Linked DNA regions of Zea mays: region 2 is linked to region 1. Evidence: chromatin contacts called from public Hi-C data. All regions are on one chromosome and are shown on one strand. Each heading gives the region's core, a stretch centred on a gene start, on an enhancer-like site or on the middle of the called end of the contact. The rest is flanking DNA. Distances are from core to core; before and after follow the strand shown.

Evidence for each region. Hi-C and Micro-C count contacts between places; a contact is called where the count stands out from the background.
Region 2: a contact with region 1 is called in a Hi-C map of ear, with 4 times the contacts expected there. The contact joins the promoter of LOC103652212 here to the promoter of LOC100280988 in region 1. A contact is called at or near these places in 6 of 25 Hi-C or Micro-C datasets (ear, leaf, root tip and 2 more).

What each region holds. Positions count from the first base shown.
Region 1 is chr3:138,852,188-138,860,099 of Zm-B73-REFERENCE-NAM-5.0, forward strand. LOC100280988 (glucuronoxylan 4-O-methyltransferase 1) reads left to right here and starts at 4,239. Exons shown (of 1, transcript XM_034059758.2): 1 at 4,239-5,714. The coding sequence starts at 4,579. The coding sequence ends at 5,475. LOC103650612 reads left to right here and starts at 5,974. Exons shown (of 2, transcript XM_008676180.4): 1 at 5,974-6,644; 2 at 6,738-7,221. The coding sequence starts at 6,336. The coding sequence ends at 6,797.
Region 2 is chr3:139,016,884-139,024,795 of Zm-B73-REFERENCE-NAM-5.0, forward strand. LOC103652212 (putative disease resistance RPP13-like protein 1) reads left to right here and starts at 4,155. Exons shown (of 3, transcript XM_020550318.1): 1 at 4,155-5,203; 2 at 5,357-7,912. The coding sequence starts at 5,385.

The sequences.
Region 1 (7,912 bases), core at 2,989-5,488:
TTATATTTGGTCGCGCGGGCTGGCAAGGGCCGAGCGGACCGCGGAGGTTCTGTCTCATGGAGTGGGCCTGATTGTCGGCCTTCGTGAGGATGTGGGCTGACGACAGTTCTTTGGCCTAAGCTAGGATGTTGGATGACAGAGTCAAGTTTTTTTTAATGCCCTAACACTTCAAGTAGAAGCTATATCTGAACTAAGACACACATACTGCTAAGACATGTACTGTACAACCCTAAGCTTTCGTACCAAGTGTCTCTAATTACAAATGTATTAACTCATTGTCATATGCATAGTTACCATTACACTGGCATTTGGTCGTAGGCTTCACGTGTAATTTAGAGGATGTAGTAGACCAGAATATCTAGTTTAATAATATTATTATTACTTGTCTTCTCATAACTAGCAAACGCCAACATATTTTGTGCACAAAGCTTACCTTCCGTGTTTTCCTAAAAGACCAATAGATATTTCTTTTTTGCTGTTCCATGCCAACCAACACACAACTCACGGTTATTTGGTTTAGCTTTCTGAGAGCATCTCTGACAAGGTGCCATAAAATAATGCCTAAAAAATTAAAAATACTATATCATTAAAAGTATGTAGGACACAAAAGTAAATTGAGCTCCAAATCTCCAATACGTTACCTGAAACTTTGCCATCTGGCGTGTGGCCTTGCCAGACATAGAAACAAGAAACGTTTGGCCCGGCCCGTTTTGCAGTTTCGAAAGAGTCAGAAACGTTTATGCGTGCCGAAATAACGAAGCCTAACATTGCAAACATTGCCCCGGCTCGATGGCCTCATGGCTTAACTTTTTCTGATAATCCGGGTGTCTAGCTAAAAAAATCTGAATATCGTGGGAATTATATACAGAGAAAAATTAAATGGTTCAAATGGTTTAGAATCTAGAAAGCAATAGATTTCTACTATTAAACGACTCGGCCGATTTTGTGTTCACGTTGATTTCGGACGATTTTTACAAAGCGGTTTTTATATAAACAGTCTGAAAAGGGCGTTTAGGAGGCTGCAACAGCTTTTGGTGGAAAGAAGCTAAAAAAAAAAGTCCAAACAGAGCCGATATCGGACGCGTGGAAGTGACCCAGACAGACAGATTCTTCAATAATCAACAATGGAGTTTCCTTTGTCAAATCATGGTGCCGTACATTTGATTGGATTGGATTGGCTAGATCGCACCTTCACCCAGCTTATTACACTCACTAGCTCACCATGTGGCCTAAGCAAACTTTTTTGGCCTTTAATCCGGCTCCGGCGTGGCAAAAGCAGAGGTTCTTTGCCACGCGTAGGCCACAGATCCATGAGGGTGACAGAGAGATTCTTTGCCGGAGCGCCTGCGGTGATCGTCGTCTAAACTATCCATACGCTGGAGGTTAGAGCCCGGAGCTAGTAAGTAGGAACAGCTCCGGCCAATAATGCAGTCCGCGGCCGGCGGCCAATCATGGCTGCCGCCGCGCGCGCGTGCACACGCGTCGCCGGAGCTGGTGAGAGACTGCGCGGCGTGCCATGTGCAGCAGGTGCGCCGCGCTCTGGACGGTGGATTTGGATCGGCGCGCCGGCGGCGACCATTATTATTGTGACGACGACCCTCCCACACCTTAACAATGAACTCGTAAATAAAAGGCCTTGCTGGTCGGTTGCAGTGGAGGTATGTGCTGTGCATGCGTTTTATCATCGGGACCGGACCGAAATCGACAGAAAAAAACCCTATTCCATTTTCATATCTGCATTTTATCATCGGAAACGGAAACAGAAACGGTAGAAAGATAAACAAATTTACGAAAATGAATGAAAACGAAAATACTAACAGAAACTCATCATTTAATATAAATAAAAATGGTATTAATGTTTGACTATTGATTGATTGGTAGGATAATAACATAAAACAAATAGATATAGAGAGACAACATTTTATTCCACTTGTCATTTATAGTGTACTTAGTGACACTAATTTGCTGTAAAAACTTGGTGCCCCCATCTACCAATTCGGCCAAAGCTACAGTAATTTAACTTAAGACCGCAAAAAAAATATTTTAATATATATATATATATATATTCAAGGCTCTGCAGTATATAACAGATTGCTATACGAACGCTTGCGTTGCGCGTACATCACACACACTACCGCAGTATATAACATGAGTATATATTGCATATATATGGGCCGTCGTCGACCGTGGAGAAGCGCCACAAAGCAAGTGAGCGCGCGTCGGTGCATCGCGCGACTTGCATCTTGCATGCGTTTTGATTCTTGCTTCTTGATGTGTCCATCGGTCATTGGAACACAGATCCCGAGGGAAAAATATAAACTGGGGGGGGGGGGGGGGGGGGGTTGATCGGACAGGAACCATTTACAGGCTCACAGCTACTAGCGGCGGGGATTTTTTTTTTGTGTTGGGTGGTTGGGGTGCCTCGGATTAAGGGTGGATATCGAGCTGGCTCATTAAGATAACGAGCTGACTCGACTCGTTATGTTAATGAGCTAAAAAGCTAGCTCGGCTCGACTCGACTCGTTTGCCAACTCGAGCTAACTCGTTTAGTTTGTGAGCCAGATCGATAATAACATGTCTAATGTCTACGAACGGATATAAAAACATGTAGCAAAAAAAAGAGAAGGAGATCTATTTAGAAAAAAGAATAGAGTTTGCAACTTAAGATTCCACACTCAACAAAGAACAAGATTAACTATTTTGGATCGAAGATTATTGTGATTTGACTAACTACTCCAACTTATTTGGCTCGCGAGCCAGCTCGAGCTGGCTCGTTATCGTAACGAGTTAAAATATAAGCTCAACTTGTTACAAATTATAAACGAGTCGAGTCGAGTCGTCCAACCCTACCTTGGATCGAGACTAGAGATGTCAATGGGGAATTCCCCATCGGGTTATAGCATCACATACTCATCCCCAACATGTTTGATCCATCCACATACTCATCCTCATACCCATCATGGGTGCAAAACTCATCCCATACCCATCCCCATTCGGGTTTCGGGTCCCCAATGGGTCCTCACCCCCAATTAATGGATAACTAGGTACTAATAGGTAGCACAAACAATCTAGATTTCAGACATCACCATATCGTCAAGCACTCATCCATGAACCATGATTTATTCATCCATCCATCAAAAAAGAAATAAGTACTTCGGGACCGATAGAAGAAATGGAGAAATGGAGTTTGCTCACCTTCTTTGGTCACCATCTGAGTTCGTTGCCGCCCGAGAATCCATGGTCGTCATCGTCGTCTGGGCAGGGCGTAGCATATGACTGGTTATTTTAGAGTTTTGTTTTTTGCTAGTCTGCTAGTTGCCTTATTGGGCTAGGACCTATGGCCTGGTGCGCTGCCGTGCTAGGCTTGGTGGCCGGCTCAGCCTCAACTCATTCATACAAACACGACAGGTGTACACGTATAAAATACCCATGGGTAATCGGGTTCGGATTATTGCTTCCCAAACCCATACCCGTTTACCCAATGGGTGGAGATTTTGTCCCATATCCATATCCATGGATACAATTTTTGTCTCATACCTGTACCCTAATAGGGGAATTCCCCACGGATTGACGGGTATCGGATCCCCATTGACATCTGTAATCGAGACCCAGCAATGTCTACGGCAGACGAGTATCTTAGGAGCACTAGTACAGTACTTGTGTCGGGAGTCAAAACAGCCTCGATTCCATTTGTCTAACCTCGGCCTCGATATTTTCTTTTTGGTAGTCAGTGCCGCGTTGCTTGCTGACGACCATTTTAGTCGACACAGCAAAAATCGATCACGAGCCTACTTTATTTTTTTTATTATTTTTAGGCTTTTGCTTTGGTATATGTGTGCATTAACCGTGCGTGTGCGTTTTTTTTTTTTGTTATACACACAACACAAGGCTGCACGCGATGCGACGACCGTGCTCTTCTTCGCTACTACTACTACTCACCAGGAAACGGACTTCGGTCCGATTCTAACTGGGTTTCGATTCGAAATATAATAAAAATACAAAAAGCCAAGTTCTGGTAAACAGAACGAAAACTCGGATCAAACTCAAAATAGCATGCACCGCCGAAGCTGCGGCAGGAAAAAAAACGTTGTGGCTGCCGTAGTTCTGTTATTTTTCCCCCCTTCAAACCGAACAGCGCTGGTTCTTTTTTTTTTCCTGTGGCCGTCGTCTGTTGTGGCGGCGTGCCAGGGTACGTACGGCGTGCGACCAAACACGCCCGGCTGAACTGAAACTGAAATCATGCGTTTTGTGACAAATCTCATCTGATTCAACTTTCATTGCAAGCATAAGATCTGCATTGGTTGGTGTTTGACAAATCAAAGGAGGTTGTGTTGTTACTCCAGGTCTCCAGACCAACCAACGCCACGTACAGGTACATTAGAGAGGCATACTAGCTGAGAGTCCACCTCCTCCACTCCAATCCTCCACTCATCCTAAGTTTGCTAATTTGCCTCTCCTCACTTCACTAGTTCACTTCACCTCACTTGCGCCATCGCCCCCGCCGTCACGACACCACCCAGCCGCAACAGTAGATTACCTCGATCTCTCAGAGGGCCAGCAAGGCGGAGGAGGAGAGCCATGTCCAGCCCCACGCACGCCCGCAAGGCCATCCACCTGGCCTCCCTGCGAGCCAGGCTCGCGCAGCAGGGCAAGGCCGGCGTGGCGCTGCGCCTGCTCCTCGCCGCCGCGCTCGCCGGCTTCCTCCTCGTCTTCGCCGCGCGCACCCTGGTCACGTCGCCTGTCCCGGCATCGCCCTCGTACTCATACTCGTCGGAGCCGCAGCCGCATCCGCTGCCGCTGCCCGTGGCGGAGGCGCTGGTGCACTACGCCACGTCCAACGCGACGCCGCAGCAGACGGCGGAGGAGATCGGGGTGGCGCTGCGCGTGCTGCAGCGGCGCGCGCCCTGCAACTTCCTGGTGTTCGGTCTGGGCCTCGACAGCCCCATGTGGGCGGCGCTGAACCACGGGGGGCGGACCGTGTTCCTGGAGGAGGACGCGGCGTGGATCGGCAGCGTGCGGGGCAGGCACCCGGCGCTGGAGTCCCACCACGTGGCCTACGACACGGCGCTGGCCGACGCCGACGCGCTGCTAGGGCTCCGCGCCCACCCGGCCTGCGTCGCGCAGCCCGACCTCGCGGCGGCCGCCGCCGCGTCCTGCCGCCTCGCGCTCCGGGGCCTCCCGCCCGTCTTCGCCGGCCTCGACTGGGACCTCGTCATGGTGGACGCGCCCACGGGGTGGACGCCCCGGGCGCCCGGCCGCATGGGCGCCATCTACACCGCCGGCATGGCGGCGCGCGCGCGCAGGCCAGGGGCCGGCCCCACCCACGTCTTCGTCCACGACGTCGACCGCCCCGTCGAGGACGCCTTCTCCAGGGCGTTCCTGTGCGAGGGCTACCTCGCCGAACAGGTCGGACGGATCAGGCACTTCGTCATCCCGTCACACCGCGACAAGGACGGCACGCCATTCTGCCCTTGACAAGAGTTTGTTCTGCTTTGGTTTGGATCCCACGGTGCCAATTGCCAAACTACTACAGTACTATTATTGCTGCATAGATGTTGCTTTGCAGTTTTTCATTCTACACTGATGAGTGCCTGAGAGTTGGGTAGACGACGATTACAATGTAAAATTCAGAGCTTGCATTGTCTGTTAGGCCTTGTTCGTTTACATCGGATTGCACCCGGAATCATTCCGGCTAAGGCCTTTTCGTTTGTGTCGGATTGATGGGGCGGAACGATTCCTAGCCGGATTGTTTCTCTAATTTATATAAACTTTGATTAGCTGGAACGATTCCGGGTGCAATCCGACGTAAACGAACAAGGCCTAATCAAAGTTTATATAAATTAGAGAAGCAATCTGGCTCGGATTCGTTCCGACCCATCAATCCGACACAAACGAACAAGGCCTTACTCGGATGAAAAACTCCAGGGTACAAATCCAGGTACAAATCGGAGAGAAACGGATACACATGGCTCTGTTCAGCTTCTGCTGCATGCAGTGCAGTGACGGGGACCAGTATCTTGGAATGTGCCTGGAGGCATAGGCATGGCCTTTTGCTGGACATAATACTTGCCATGGCCATGCTGAGTTAATTGACTTTGTAACATTCTGGTGGCGCGACTTTGCTAGTCTACTACTCCGCATGTGCGCTTCGCCAGTTTGGTACTATGGAGCACACACCCGCGCTAAATTGGGACTGTTAATCTCCCGCGCTCTGTAACCTTCCATGAGCTATGGTAAAAGTCAATTTTGTCCCTGCTTTAACCACGACGCTGGTGAAAACCTAACACCTCTTTCCATTCCACGGCGCCGCCAATCTCTCTGTGCTCGTTCCTCCGATGGCGACTCTGACGAGAGGGAAGAAACGGCTGGTCGTCGACGTCGATGTCGAGGTCGACAGTGAGGCCGAAGTGGCTGCCGCCTTCAGTCGATTGTCCGTGTCAATCGTCGCCAAGCCTACAGGCGACGGTAGCGGCAAGGAGCACTCCACCGGCAAGGATGTCACCTGCGCGGCCACATCAGGTACGTGGTACACCCAGCAAACTCACCAGCAACATCCCCAATCCTACAACAGCCAGATGCAATTTACTCCCCAGCAGCAGACCCATTCTGTCTTCAAGCAGTGGTTGGCACCTCGTTCAGTGTCGGTAAGGTTTCCCTTCCACCTATTTTAGGGTTGTGGTTTGTAAATTTTTGCAGTACTATGTTCAATTCCAACAGCATTGTTTGTGGTTTCGTAGATAACCCGATTTGAAACGGTTCGTAGTGACCTCGCCCAAGCCATTGCAAAATGCATGTAGTTGGGAAGGAGTTGAAAGATTTGGTCGGAGACGAGATTATGGATTCACCAGATACGGCCAAAGAGGTGTCAGTGAACTTCGCAATGTGGCGCGTGTATGAGCTTGCTCAGTCACTTGAGAAGGAAGCACAACGTTTAGAAGATCTCGAAGCTGGTCCGTCGCCACCATTATCTGAGTATTTCAATAACCAATTTGCTGAAGATGAAGATATGGGTGGTGGGGAATGGGCACTGGATGATGTCAATTATGAAGAGATTCGGGATCGTCAGAGGAAGTAGAGTAGTATGGGTGGTGTGGAATGGGCACTGGATGTATTATCTGTGTAAGAGTTAGCTTGTGTAAAGTTATCTGAGTATTTCAATAACCTTATTATGTAACTGAACTTGGTAATGAACTACTGTGAACCTGGGTATGTATGACTGAAGTTTATGACTGGTAGTGAACTTGTTCCACGCCCATTCAGTTTATCTGAAGTTTATGAGTGAAGTTTCTGAAGTTGTGTATGTCCATTCAGTTTGCCCAAGCCATTTCTGTTTTTAGTTTTGTTTTCGGATTCTGTTTTCAGTCACATGAACATAAAGCTTCTTTATGAAGTTGTGTATGTCCACCTATGAACCTAGGTTTCTGTTTTCGGTTTCTATTTTTGAATTACTTTGAGTTGACATAAAGTCATACACATCTGCAGTTTCCACAGTTCTTACTTGTTCTAGTAATTGACAAAGAGCTACATAATCTGTTTGGCTATCATAATCCTTTGAAGCTTGACTATGAACAATATTACGCTATGATAGTTTCTGTTCCAGATCAGATTCAGCTAGGATAATGTTGAATTCCTTTCCATCTAATGATTGCTGCAGCTGAAGGGCAATGGTGCTTTCCAGGAAGGCTTCACCTCATAATATTTTGCTCTTTTCAGTTCTTGGGTGCAAACCGTTCAGCTTCACCTAGAGATATTTTTGATATTTTTGAAACACAGACATACACATAGTTTCACACATACAAATACACATTTAGCTAGTCTCACACATCCAGTTACTTTCAAACATTTTTCTTCTTTGGCGTCAACTTCTTTTCTACTGCTCTCTTTTTGTGCCTTTGTGGGGTTAAGTGCCCAA
Region 2 (7,912 bases), core at 2,905-5,404, 160 kb after region 1:
ACACCAAGAACCAGCTAGCCGATATCTTCACCAAGCCTTTAGATGAGAAAAGGTTTTGCAGGTTGCGTAGTGAGCTAAATGTCTTAGATTCACGTAACTTGGATTAATCTAAAGCATACATGTGTTCTATGCCTTTGATCATGTTACTTCATGCATTTATGTGATTCTTTGCTTATTTATGGTGCTCAAGTTGTACAAGGGATCCCCGGACCTCACAAGTCCATGTGTGAATGATGCACATATTTAGGGGGAGATGTGGTATAACTTGACCCTTTGAGACTAACCTTTGTGTTTGAGTATTCTTGATGTAGTCTCAAAGGTGCATTGAAAGGGAAAATAGACTTGGACGTTGCAAAGACTTCCACTGCACTCCAGTATTAGTGTATTTACTTCCAAGTTTATATCTATGCTCTTATTGCCTTTTTGCTCTTAATTGACATTTTTGGTGAGGCAATAGGGTTAAAGGGCCAAGAATAATCCCGTTTTGGTGCTTAATGCCAAAGGGGGAGAAATTAAGGCCAAAGCAAGCAAATGGATTAGCTACCACTTGTGAATTTTGAAAACAATAGAGTTAAAACTTTTGATTTGCCAAAATACTCTAATTGCAAAATTTGGTCTCTTATGGGGGAGAATTTTGATTATGGGAAAAAGGGGGAGTTTTTGGCTCTTGATCATTTTCACTCTTGGATTATCTCTCTTGATGCCCAAACAAGTGAGTTTGAATTAGAAATAGGAAAATGAATTTGATTTGCAAAAACAAACCAAGTGGTGGTAAAGATTGATCCAAATATGTCAAAACTTGTGTAAAAACAATTTTGTTCTCAATTGCATTGATGTTGCACTTCTTTTGGTTGCTTTTTGATGTGTTGGCATAAATCACCAAAAAGGGGGAGATTGAAAGGGAAATGTGCCCTTGGGCCATTTCTATCATATTTTGGTGATTAAGTGTCCAACACATATTAAGTGAGTTGATTATGTGCCAAACAAGCAAGAAGTGCAAATCATGTAACAAGGTATGTTTCTAGACTTAGTACATTGTTTTGAGTACTAACATATATTGTCTAAGTGCTAGAAACAGAGAAAAGAAGAGAAGAAAAGAAATGCAAAAGACTTGGCTTGGTACAACCGAAGTCCAGCTCGGTCTGGCACACCGGACTGTCTGGTGGTGCACCGGACAGTGTCCGGTGCGCTAGGCTGAACTCCGGTGAACAGGCCGCTCTCGGGAAATGTTTGGCGGCGTACGACTATAATTCACCGGACTGTCCGGTGGTGCACCGGACTGTCCGGTGAGCCAACGGTCGCCAGCGCAACGGTCGGCCGCACAATCCGCAGGCGACGCGTGGCCCACGCCAACGGTCGACAGGGGGCATCGGACTGTCCGGTGTGCATCGGACACGCCAACTGCCACGAATCTGCAACGGTCGTCTGCACTAGAATAGGAAGAAGATCGGCACCGGACCGTCTACAGTGACTGTCCGGTGGCGCACCGGACTATCCGGTGCGCCACCCGATAGAAGGCAAGGATAACCTTCCTTGTTGGCCTCCAATGGCTCCTAGCTGCCTTGGAGCTATAAAAGGGACCCCTAGGCGCATGGAGGAGTACACCCAAGCTTACAAGAAACATTCTAAGACTCCAACTTCGCGCATTTGATTCTTTGAGATAGTGACTTGAGCTTCATTTGAGTTGAGAACTCAGTGGGTTGTGTTTTGAGCTCAAGTTGTGACTTGTGTGCGTGATTGTGCTGTGATTTGAGTTTTGTGTGTGTTGCTCTCCCTCCCTTACTTCTATGCTTCTTTTGTGATCATCATTGTAAGGGCGAGAGGCTCCAAGTTGTGGAGATTCCTCGCAAACGGGAGAAAGAAAAAGAAAGAAAAAACCGTGGTATTCAAGTTGATCATCGGATCACTTGAAAGGGGTTGAGTGCAACCCTCATCCATTGGGATGCCACAACGTAGAAGTAGGCAAGTATTACTTGGCCGAACCACGGGTTAAAAATCGCGTGTCTCTTTTGTGCTTTCTCTTTGATTGTCTGTGTTCACAAGAGCTCGTTTCAAGCTACTTAGCCATTCTAACTTTAATAACTAAGTTTTATGGCTATTAGTGTTGAATTTTACAGGATCACCTATTCACCCCCTCTAGGTTCTCTCAAGTTTGAGACCACGACTAGGTTTACTAACAACAGAATGATCGACGTGACTAATGTTCATTCCTACTCCATTAACAGTGTGGATTTGATCATGCCTCTTTTATTTGTTCTACACTGTTAGTTTATCAAGTTCGCCTGAGATGTGATCTATAGCACTCGTGTATGTGTACCAATTAGAGTTTACATCATAGAATATGGTAACCACCCTTACATATTTGTCATATGGAACATAATTTTTATCGTGTGTCTATTTTTTGGTGGTGGAACCCTGCACGGGCAGAGAGGATGCTATGCATGAAGATTTTTCCTCTTAAATATAGTAGAGATAGGGATATCAATTTCATGTATTGCTCAAAGCCGAGCAGTTATAAATACACCTCACCGATGGTGAGCTCATCCTTTGCGATGAGGGTGGTGATGATTGAGTTGTTCTATAGTCAAAGCTAGTGAAGACATAGGAGATTAATTCATTGTTGTCGATCGACTTGTCAGCAGATGGCAGCTCATTTCCCAAGGAGTGCTTCTTGCCGATGTATTCGGTGATAGAGAGATTACATTCTTAGTACGTAGTAGTGAGGACAATCTTTGAATTGATGGAGCACACCCTTTTTTGTCGTGGTGTAGTTTCCTTCTACAACCTTCTAGGTTTCTGTGATAATCTAACACACCGTGACCTGGGAGATGACATTTTGGTCTAGATGAAAGCAGAAACTTGAGAACCTAGTCTGTTGTAGACCACACCTAGAATGCTGAGTTAGGGACATCTATCTTCTTGCCATTGTCTCCTTTGACCTTGGCGACGGGCACCAAGGTTGCTGCGCTATTGGTGAGGTAGTCTTTAGCTAACTTCTTGCATGACTATATGCACTTGCATTTTGAGAGCAGGATTGCTTTTGTTTAGCTTCTCAGAAATAACTTGGCTAGTGAGAGGATTGATGGTGGGTGTAGAGACTTATTATAGAAGAGGTGGATGAGATAAATCAGAGGATAAATTGATTGAAGTGTTGTGCTTAAGCCATTGTCTATTATTTATAGAATAAACTATTGCCCCGATTTACAAATATAAAAACATGAAAGACTTGATTTAGTTGTTACACCTTTCTATCTTTATATAAACCAAATCAAGTCTATCTTTGCAACTAATTATGTGTAAATCTAAATTATAGTGCCATAATTCTAGACTAGCAAAGTGCCCATACGTTGCTACAATTTTCATTTATAAGTATAGAATATAAAACAAAGACATGCACATTTTGTTGGCTAGGTATGTGTGAATGTAGGTTTAGAGTCAACAACCACGGTTCAAATTTCTATTTGTACATAATTTTATCAATTTTATTAGTTTTAAAGCTATATGCTTCTTAAGCAGAGACCACAATAAATTTTAAGGGCTTGTATCTCCTCGATGCAATATGCTTAAAGTTATTAATAAATTATTCCTTTATAAAAAACATGTGCAACCAACCTGATCTCTTGTATACGTAATCAACCACGAGCGCTTATATTAACCCAAAACTTCACATCTATTTTCCCGTCCCTGTCTCGCTCACCCAAATTCTTCTGCACTGTCATAAAGGACATCTAGAAGGTAAACGTGACAGTCGTGGCACCACTTTTACCTTCTCTATAGACAAGCGCCGCTGGTGATGTGTGGTTGAATAGCTGAGAGAGAGAGAGAGATGAGGCGTTCTAGATTACGAGTTTAGTTTTGTATTGATTGTTGGCAAAAAGTTTGTTAGATTTGTTTTTATATAATTATTGTGCGTTAACATTTAATTGAATATTTATGTGTTTGGCTAGTGGGAGTATGAGAGAGCGAGGACTCCTTTGAAGTAAAGGAAAATTTCTTGAATTCTATATTTTCTCTATATTTATAAACTAATTCATGTGAAATTCCTATAACATTCTTCCTGCGAAATTAATGCGTTCTAACTTAGAAAGGAGCCTGAGAGGTGGATGAGAAATCAGAGGATAAATTGATTGAAGTGTTGTGCTTAAGCCGGCACTGGTGGGTCCGACGGTCATTGGCTCCAGAACTCCCACGAGGCCACGACTGGTCGACTCCTCCGAGGCTGAGGCTCCCATGGGCCACTGTTCGAGTTCTACGGCGAGCGACGGCCGCCTGCTGGATCCATCGCCGCCAGCAGACGAGCCCCGCTAGGAGGAGGCAACGGAGGCGCGTCGCACAGTGCATTGTAACAGTGGAAAGTGGGAAACGATACGTACGTCTCCGTTTATTCTTGCCCCCACCTCATCTTGATACAAATGCCATCAGCAGCGGTGAAAATTGTGATGCAGTTTTCTTACCAAATAGCTAAAAAGTTCCCGAGGAAATCTCCAGCAGCAAGAGTAATTTGGGTGCGTTTCGTGTACATTCATAACTCGGAAGCAGTACTGTATTTTTTTTAAATGACAAATTGTTGAAAGTCTTGCAATAGATCAGAAATTACATTGCTGCAAGCACTGGCCATCTCTCTTTAGCAAGTTCTCTTATTACAGAAGTTAGAAGAATGAACACCTAGCCCTCTAGGGCTCTAGAGTCTAGACTATAGTAGGGGTTAGTATGAACGTAGTATTTTGAATTCTTATAAATTATTAAAATTCCAAATAACGACATTGTGTCCTTAAAACTCTGAGCACCATTTGTCATACAAGGAGTTTGCAAAGTCAAACTTCAAGTGGACTTTCTATTTATCATAGGGAAATCTCCCCTCTGAGACAAGTCAAAGTTTCAGCTATAATACATACAAATCTGCGGTCAGAATCAGTCCATTCAGCAACGGAGTACTGCAAGTAGCTATTGTAAAATGCAAAGGTGGCTGTGCTGTCTACATCTGATCTAACTATTGGCATACTTTGATGCTTACCATTGACTTCTCTTTCGGGGAAATCAACCTTGAAGTTTCCACGAAAGTGTTGTATTTAGTTCAGTCACCATCATGACAACTTAAGAACGTAGCAGATAGAACATGTGCCATTGCTCCAAGTATCCAGACTGTGCACCCTGCCAGATCTACCTTGTTTCGAAGTTTGCGCATCTGAGTTTCAGTGAGCAGGTAAATCCTTGAAGCCACCCGTCAAATAGGTGAAGATTATCTCTGTCATTCTGGTGTTTAACAATTTCTTCATCAAACAATGGGGTTGAGTCTCACATCTGCAGTGCTTCTTCTGGACATGCAAAACTCTCATATGCTTTGATCTCTCCTCAGATATCTTCCCTCACAAAAGCACAAAGTCATGGCCGCCGCCGCCACAATCATGTTCGCTGGGAAGTTGGCCGGGAGCTCGGTGGCAAATGCAACCATCTCCTTTTGGATCAACAAAGCTTTCACCTGCCTGACTGACTACTGGAAGGCTGATGGCTTGGAAGATGTCAAGGGTAGGGTGCTGCAGTCAGTGAAGAAGGTCCAGGTTGTATTTGATATCGTTGACCCTGAATACATCAAGGAACAAAGCTCTGCCCTTGATCTTTGGCTGTGGCAGTTCAGGGATGCAGTTGAGGAGGCAGAGGATGTTATAGATGAGCTTCACTACGATGAGCTTAGAGAGAAGGCAAAGGATCATAAGGTCAGTGACTGGGGCTCCTCTTCTGCTAAACTGAAGCATAAGTTTGTCAAGTCCGTTAAACATGCTGGTGTCATGGGTAAGACTGTGAAAGAATTTACTCACCGTGGCACACTCAAGAGGCTGAGGAAAGTCTTGGAGGGATTAGAAAAGGCAGCCACCGAAATTGTGGCTATCCTCACAGTCACACAACATCTCAAAGACATTGGTTCAGGTAGTAAAAGGCAGGTGAATTTTGTGATCAAGGATCATGACACTGGTTCAACATTAACTGAACCTTACTTTGTTGGACGAGAAGAGGAGAAACAAAAGATTGTGCAATGGCTGATTGAGGCGCCAGTGGAAGCATCTGAAATTGTGAGGAGTACTCACCATGTTCCTATTCTCTCGTTAGTTGGCCATGGTGGAATGGGGAAGACTACATTAGCTCAATATGTATGTGAAGAGGCTGAAGTTGTCAATGATTTCAAGGTTATATGGGTCCATGTTTCTACTAGATTTAGTGCAACTTCCGTGACAAGTAAACTGCTGGAATCCGTCACAGGGGTAAAACCTTGTGCAGATCATTTAGAGACGCTTCAGCAGATGCTCAAACAAGAACTCAGGTCTGTAAAGTTTTTCCTTATTTTGGATGATGTCTGGGAAGATGAGAATAAAAAGGAATGGGAAAATGTATTCGCTCCACTAAGGAAAGCAAAGAGTGGGAGCAAAATTTTAGTAACAACCAGAATGCAGTCAGTAGCAGATATGGCTGCAAATGCCATGGGGGTTGAAAGAGAATACCTGGAATTAGAAGGGCTGCAAGAAGATGAAAATCTTAAATTATTCAATCATCATGTATATTCTGGTAGGAATCCACAAGATTTTGAAAATTTAAAACCCATAGGTGAACATCTTGTAAAACAACTTGGAGGATGTCCCTTGGTAACAAAGGTTGTCAGCGGTTATTTGCAGTGCAATATGGATCCTGACAGCTGGACCGATTTCTTACAAGAAGGCCTTGTACATTTTAATGGAAGTGAAGATTATGTAATGGAAACTTTGAGATTAAGCTATTATTGCCTACCGGCACAGGTCCAGATTTGCTTTCGATATTGCAGCATATTTCCGCAGAACTATGAATTTAAAAAGAAAGATTTAGTGTTGATGTGGATGGGTTCAGGATTGATATCACAACATGGAAACAAACCAAGAAGGATTGAGAATATTGGGTATCAGATCTTGGCTGAGTTAACTAGGAAGTCATTCTTTGAAATGAAATTCAAGGTACTTCAGTATAGTCAGAGAAGAGAAGAATATTACGTCATGCATGACCTGATGCATGAACTGGCACAATATGTTTCTGCTGGCGAATGCTCAACATTAATTGATCCCGTCATGTTGGAAAATGAGAGTGAAAATATTCGACACTTGCGTATTGCTTGTGTTGACAAGTTTTCTGCTGAAGAGGTCAAGAAAATCACACGTTTTAAGAATCTGCGCACTGCTATTATTGATGGTCCAGGTTTGATTGACAACGATATGGCAGTCATGGTTGAGAATGTTATACAAAAATCAAAATCCTTGCGTCTACTGCGATCAAATCTGGAGAACACATTCCATCTTCCTAAACTTGCTGATTTAAAGCATCTTCGTTATGTCTATCTGCATAGGATATCACTTGAGGGAATGCGTGGGCTTGTTAAACTTCATCACTTACAGCTAGTTGATTGTTTGAATGATTGTGGGGAGGAACTAAGGCAAGTGATGTGTTTGGGGAACATTGATCATCTGCGATATGTAAATTATGGGTCGCGTAGAATTGGTGAGTTTCCAATTGGTAGACTCACTTCACTTCAGGAGCTGCACAACTATCGGGTACAGGGAGGTGAAGGTAACAAAATAAGTGATATCAAGAACCTGGGTGCTCTTCGCGAACTAGATGTTTTCAGCATTGAGAATGTTGAAAGTCTTGAAGAAGCTGATAATGCCAAGTTAAAAGAAAAACCATATCTCAACTCTCTATCTCTCATGTGGTCAGCACGTGCTGATGCGAAAAATGGGAAAGATGATTTGATTCTTGATCATCTTGAGCCACATGCCCACATTCGAAACCTGAATATTTCTGGTTATTGTGGTGCAAGGCCTCCTATTTGGATTGAAAATCTCCATGTGAAGAACCTGGTGTCACTTGAGTTAGCAAGATGCATGTATTGGGAACA